Regions from separate parts of the Bos taurus genome. Here region 1 is linked to region 2. A link is a contact called in public Hi-C data. All regions are on one chromosome and are shown on one strand. Each heading gives the region's core, a stretch centred on a gene start, on an enhancer-like site or on the middle of the called end of the contact. The rest is flanking DNA. Distances are from core to core; before and after follow the strand shown. Region 1 holds the start of STK17A (serine/threonine kinase 17a). Region 2 overlaps COA1 (cytochrome c oxidase assembly factor 1).

The links. A called contact is a pair of places that touch in the nucleus more often than the background predicts.
Region 1: a contact with region 2 is called in a Hi-C map of liver, with 2.0 times the contacts expected there. The contact joins the promoter of STK17A here to the enhancer-like site in region 2. A contact is called at or near these places in 3 of 11 Hi-C or Micro-C datasets (liver, skin fibroblasts and an unstated tissue).

What each region holds. Positions count from the first base shown.
Region 1 is chr4:77,513,013-77,516,486 of ARS-UCD2.0, forward strand. STK17A (serine/threonine kinase 17a) reads right to left here and starts at 2,090. Exons shown (of 7, transcript NM_001083422.1): 1 at 1,856-2,090. The coding sequence starts at 2,061.
Region 2 is chr4:77,452,320-77,455,438 of ARS-UCD2.0, forward strand. All of the region lies in intron 2 of COA1 (cytochrome c oxidase assembly factor 1), which reads left to right. Among named protein-coding and RNA genes, the nearest start is that of STK17A, 61 kb to the right of the region's middle. Within about 2 kb of position 1,657, at least 27 of the 102 cell types and tissues checked have an H3K27ac peak or open chromatin away from gene starts, as enhancers often do. A contact at or near this core is called in liver, where this site is marked.

The DNA of each region.
Region 1 (3,474 bases), core at 840-3,339, 61 kb after region 2:
AATGAAAGTTGATTTAACCTCCTTGGTTCCTGGAGGGATTGTCACAACACCTGGTAGGGAGCAAATCAATTGTTTTCCGATTAAGTCATCTATTATGAGTCCACAAGACAGTGCTTGCCACCTGAAGACATTTTCAGTTGCGTAATGTGTTTTCCCTTCTGTGGAATGAAGCCAGACAACCAAACAATGGAGAGTCCTGGTTTTCCTTCCTCAAGAAATCAGTTACTTCAGAATGTCTGGAATTTTCACCAATTAGAATACCTAGATGAGTTAGTAGCTGTCGTCTTTTGTCATAAAGTGCACACAGATCCAGTTAATTAGTGCCTAGCAGAGTGAAGTAAAGCTTGGCCCTGGAAGACGTTTTTCCTTTTCCCATGTGGAATAAATAAGACACTTTTAAGGTCAGTTTCTTTGCCAAAAAACGATTTCTAAAGGTTACTTTAATATTTGTAAGGCGGCTTGTTTTTAACGTTGTAATCACTGTTATAAGACCTTTTTCCAAGACCCTCAAATGAAGGCTGTTGTAACTGTCAGGCCCATTCCCCATTACAACATGGTGAGATTTTGCAACCTTGATAAATGTCTGCAACAGCTGCTAACACTTATCAAATGCTGTGTGCCAGGACCAGTGGTTTGACCTGTACAGCCCCTGCACCTTCTGGACACCCCCATGAGGGAGGTACTGTCACTACACTGACTGATTTTATGGGTGGGAAACGTGAGGCTGGGGAGACTAAGTCACCGTCCAAAGGCGCACAGAGCAAGCAGAGTGGGGATCTGAGCTCGGGTCTGACCCCAAAGCCAGTGCTTCTGACAATTTCTTCAGAAATTGTCTTTTTTCTCTGTTCTTAGAGAAAAAGTCGGTCCCCAGACCTCTACTGTTCCCTCGTCGGTCAGCAGTTAAAAAAAAAAAAAAAAAAAAAAGGCAAGCAAGAGAGAAAAATCCGCCTGCACGGAGATGCTGGTTCAATCCCTGGTCGGGAAGATCCCCTGCAGAAGGCAATGGCAAATACCCTACTCCAGTTTTCTTGCCTGGGAAATCTCATGGACAAGAGGAGCCTGGTGGGCTACAGTCCATGGGGTCGCAAAAGAGTCGGACATGACTTTACGACCAAACAACAAAACCTATCACTCTGTGACCCCTCTTCAACGTACAAGACGTAAAGTATCCAAACAGCCTTCACCTTTTGCGATTTTAAAAGCAGACCAAATTCTAAGCACTCCCTACCCCGACAAAACAACAACGAGATGGGGAAGAAAAGCAAGGGCTGAATCACGGCGTAGAAAGAGTCAGACAAGGGCCCAGAGTCCACAAGTGAAACCGATCTGAACTTAAAAAAGCACACGGCCCTAAATATTTCAGAATGCAAACAGCACAAACCCAAGAAATCGCAACTGAAGTCAGCAGAAAGCGGCTGACGGAAACTGGCCCAGGGTTGGTGCGAAAGAAGCTGTCACGCTCGGGGTTCTGCGCTCGTCTGTCACAGCCACAGAGGGAGAAGCAGGAACCCACAGGCAAAACCAAAGCTGACTCCACACCTGTGCTGACTTCAGACTCGCTGCTGCGGGGAAAGGTTCGCAGCGCGGTTCCCACGCCGCCTCGTTAAGTTACCGCACAAGGGACCACAGAGGCTGAGACGCCCGCAGCAGAGAGAGGGAGGGGTCAAGGTTCTGGGGGGAGCCTTTCTCATGGCCGATACCACGGCTTTGGGGGACGCCGCGCGTGGACTCGTGGCCAGGGGGCCCCGCCGCCCTAATCGCCGCCCGCACCCACGTCTGTACCCGGTCCCGGCGCGCTATCTGCCCCCGCGCCGCCAGCCTCCCGCACTTATCTGCGCGCGCCCGCCGGCCTCACCTGCCCAACTCCCGGCCGGGGGTCAGGGTGTAGGCGTCCTGAAAGTGCTCGGTGCGCACGGCGGTGCGGATCTCCGTCAGCAGCCCGCGGGCCTGGGTCGGGGGCGGCGGCCGGCGCGGCGTGCTCAGACCCCGGCCAGCTCGACCCGAGCCGGAGGCGACGGCCGGGGAAGAGCCGCCGCTGCCCGGCTTCTCGAGAGGAATCATGGCGCTCGGGCGTGCTTTTCTTGCCTGCCACCCGGCTCGCTCGGAGCTCCCGGCGGGTAACGGCCCCGCCTCCAGCTGCCTCGAGCCGGCGCGAGGATGCCACCCGCTCTGCCCGGAGCTGCGCACAGACTGCGGCCGGGGGCCTCCAGGCCGCCTGGCCCCGCCCCACGTCCGGCCCCGCCTCTCCCCTGCCCCGCTCTGAGCTCCCTTGGGTTCCTGAGCGCCGAGTGCCTCGCGCGCGCCCTCTGCAGCTGAGAGGGAGAAGGTGCAGCCTGGCGGGGGGCCCGGCGGCCGGCCCCGGGCAATCTGCAGGCGACCCACAGCACCACCCTTCTGACTGGAGGACCGGCTGCGTCAGCCAGTTACGCACCTGCTGAGCATCTGAGTGTTGCAAATCTGAGCCCTACATTAATGAAAATGCGTAGGAGCTACCAGCCAGAGCTTCACGATCCCTTCCCTTGGGCGGGTCAGGAGAGGTGATGAGACTCAGATCAGGGCTGCTGTACAGCACGTGGAAGTTGCCTGGAGCATCTGGTACCTTCCCACACTGAGAGGAGGACGTGAAGGCAAGAGATGGATAAATATTTTTAAGCCCGCATACCAGCCCTACAGTCTTCTCTATATTTAACTTTCAAGGTGCTCTCATCCGGTCTTGTGGTTTTAATTACATCCGTATGCTCATGACCACAAAATTTTTATCTCCAGCTTCCAACCATTCTCTGAACTTCAAACTCATACATTGAAGTATACACTTGGCATCACCAGTTGGATGCCAAATTAGCATTTCAAATTCAACGAGCAGAACTCATCTCCTGATCATCCTTCATAAATGCAGTCCCAGCAAGTTTCCCCACCTCAGTAAATGGCATTTCCATCCTTCCAGTTCAGTTCAGTCGCTCAGTCGTGTCCAGTTCTTTGCGACCCCATGAATCGCAGCACGCCAGGCCTCCCTGTCCATCACCAACTCCCGGAGTTCACTCAAACTCACGTTCATCGAGTCGGTGATGCCATCCAGCCATCTCATCCTCTGTCATCCCCTTCTCCTCCTGCCCCCAATCCCTCCCAGCATCAGTCTTTTCCAATGAGTCAACTCTTCACATGAGGTGGCCAAAGTACTGGAGTTTCAGCTTTAGCATCATTCCTTCCAAAGAACACCCAGGACTGGTCTCCTTTAGGATGGACTGGTTGGATCTCCTTGCAGTCCAAGGGACTCTCAAGAGTCTTCTCCAACACCACAGTTCAAAAGCATCAATTCTTCTGCGCTCAGCTTTCTTCACAGTCCAACTCTCACATACACGACTATTGGAAAAACCATAGCCTTGACTAGATGGACCTTTGTTGGCAAAGTAAGTGGTTCAAGCCAAAAGCCTTGGGGTCAACACTGACTCCTCTCTTTCTCTCATACCCCTCATC
Region 2 (3,119 bases), core at 407-2,906:
TGTCTTTCCTAATACACTTTTTTTCCTAGATAATTTGGATTTGTTTTTTGATAAAATGTAATATATCTTTAACTAATGTTTCAGGAAGGCTATGTGGATTATGTAACATCTGGGTTCTTTCCAAATACATAATGACTTCCTCTGTCTTCACAGAGTTTGATTGGCTGTAAAGTTTTTGTTTGTTTGTTTGTTTTTGGCCATACCACATGGCTTGTGGGATCTTAGTTCCTTGACCAGCGCCCCTAGCAGTCAAAGAGCTGTCTTAATCACTGAATTGCCAGGGAATTCCTGGTTTTAGAGGTCTTGGATTACACTCAGTGCTTCCCAGGAATTTATTGTTATTATTCTTTTGTCTTGGGAAATTTATTGTCATTTATGGGTATACTGTTTTAGGGTACTGGGATTTTTTTTCTCCCCCTGTAATAAAAAGTTTTTGCCAGTGAGGGTTGGTGAATAGATCCGGAAGATGGTGTACATTTTTGTCTTTTTTCAATTTTGTTTTCTTCTAGTATAATTCTGTTTTGTCTTGTCTTCAGTTTAACAGCAGTTATGATGATCAGGTTTGTTAGATCTTAGTTCTGAAATTGGCATTTGTCATTTACTCTGTTTTTGCTCTTTTATTGTACAGTATGGGAAAACTTTTGTTAACTTTTGGCCACACCACATAACATGTGAAATCTTAGTTCTGTGATCAACCAAGGATCAAACATGCACCCCATGCATTGGAAGATGGAGTCTTAACCACTGGGCCACTGGGCCAGTCTTCAAGGGAAGACTTGAATGTAACTTCTTGAATGTAACTTCCTTATTATGAATTCAGCTTTTCTGGTCATGTTAATTCTGATGTTTTTCTCAAGCGCTAATGTCAGGGTGGCTCAGACGGTAAAACGTATGCCTGCAATGCAGGAGACCTGGGTTCAATCCCTGGGTTGGGAAGATCCCCTGGAGAAGGAAATGGCAACCCACTCCAGTACTCTTGCCCGGAAAATTCCATGGATTGAGGAGCCTGGTGGGCTACAGTCCATGGGGTCACAAAGAGTCGGACACGACTGAGTGACTTCACTTCAGTGTCAGGTGTGCTGTTACATTTTTGAGTTTCCTTGGAATCTTACCTGAGTTTCTTCTGTTTCCTTCTTAGCATGATGTCTCTTTATTCCCATCTTGTGTGTTCTTAGTCACTCAGTCGTGTCTGACTTTTTGTGACCCCATGAACTGTAGCCTACCAGGCTCCTCTGCCCCTGGGGATTCTCCAGGCAAGAATATCGGAATGGGTTGCCTTGCCTTCCTCCAGGGGATCTTCCCAACTCACGGGTTGAACCCAGGTCTCTTATATTTCACGCAGATTCTTTACTGTCTGAGCCAACAGGGAAGCCCATCTTACTTGGTTCTTACATGTATTGTCTTTCAATAACTAAGGATGTGTCCAAATCAATGCTCTTCTTCATATTATTTTATTTCTTGGAGTAAATTGTTGCCAGTGCCAGTCCTTTCTCTACTTGCTGTGAAGTTTTACTGACTAGGATTGTAGCCTCTGAATGGATATAGAACTTCTGGATGGGGAAGGGATCGTGGCTGTCAGGGCTCACCCAGTGTGGGGCTGGCTGCCTGTTTCCTGATTGCTGCAAACCCAGGAACCCTGGGCTGGGGGTGGAGAGAGGTGAAGGGCTGCACCTTCTTCCCACGCACTTCCTGGCAGCTGTGCTCTTACCCTTCAGAGGTAGGTGGGGCTGCGGTTGGCCACTGAACTGTGTCTTCTTTCACACTAGTTAGTGGAACTTTCTCCCAGATTTTAGTAATATATTACTGTCTGAAGTAGGCTCTTTTCTTGTGTGTGTCTTTATAGGTGTTTTAAATGGGATTTAAAAATTCATGTCAGGTCGCCTGGTGCCCTCTTCAGCTACATTTTGTTTTCATCCTATATTTCATTATTAAAAAAAAAAAATGTTAAGGAGCTTTCTAGGTGGCTCAGTGGTAAAGAATCCACCTGCCAGTGCAGGAGACGCAGGTTCAGTCCCTGGGTTAAGAAAATGCGTTGGAGTAGGAAATGGCAACCCACTGCAGTATCCTTGCCTGGAAAACTTCATGGACAGAGGAGCCTGGCGGGCTGTAGTCCATGGTGTCACAGGTCAGAAACAACTGAGCGACTGAGCGCAGTCCTTTTTATTGGCACCAGGATCTCTTCCAGGTAGTCACTGTTTTCCTGGAATCACTACCAGGTACTTGGATCTATTATCAACACTGGACAGCCTTTTATCAGCATTCCTAACTCACCTTTACCCAGGGGAAAGTTGCCTCCTGCCAGGTTCTTTCCTCATGATTATCCTGAGTTCGGAACAGAAAGTTTTCTTCTAGAAACACTTGGTTATTCTAAGACTTCAGAGCCAAAACTGGTTAGAAAGCTTAATTTTTAAAATGCTTACCTTCGTAGTCTTTTAATTCAGGGAAGGGGTTTAAACAACAAAAATTTATATTGTCAGAGTTCTGGAGGCTGGGAGAACCAAGACCAAGGTGTAGGTGGATGGCTCCCTCTGAGGCCGCTCTCCTTGGCTCGCAGGTGGTCCCCTTGCTGCCTCTTCACGTTGTTTTCTCTGCACACCTGCATCCCTGATGTCTCTTCCTCTTCTTATGAGGATATTAGTCAAAATGGACTAGAGCTCCACCTTCCTGGTCTCATTTTAACATGATCACCTTTTTTTTTTTTTCATTTCTCATTTTTATTGAGGTATAATTGACAAAATTGTCAGATATTTAAAATATACAACTGTGATGATCTAATATACATAATGTAAACACTGTAAATGGATTCCCTCTAACAAAGCCATCACTTAACTTTTATTTTTGGGGAGAATATTTATTGTCTTTTAATTTAAAACATCTTTTAATCACATTTATTTGCATGCTGCTGTATTTTTGGTTTTTGTTTTTAGCCTCTTTTGTCTCCTTTACCTCAAAACACTACATTTCATTCTTTTAAAATTTAGCCCCAGTTTTCTTTTTTGCTAGTCACACTTCTTTTCTTATATTTTATTTTTTGTCTCTTTTTGGTCTTTTTTGGTCTAGTCCTTCCTTGTTCTTTCACTTTATTTCTTACTGCCTTAATTTTTTCATGTCTGTTTTCT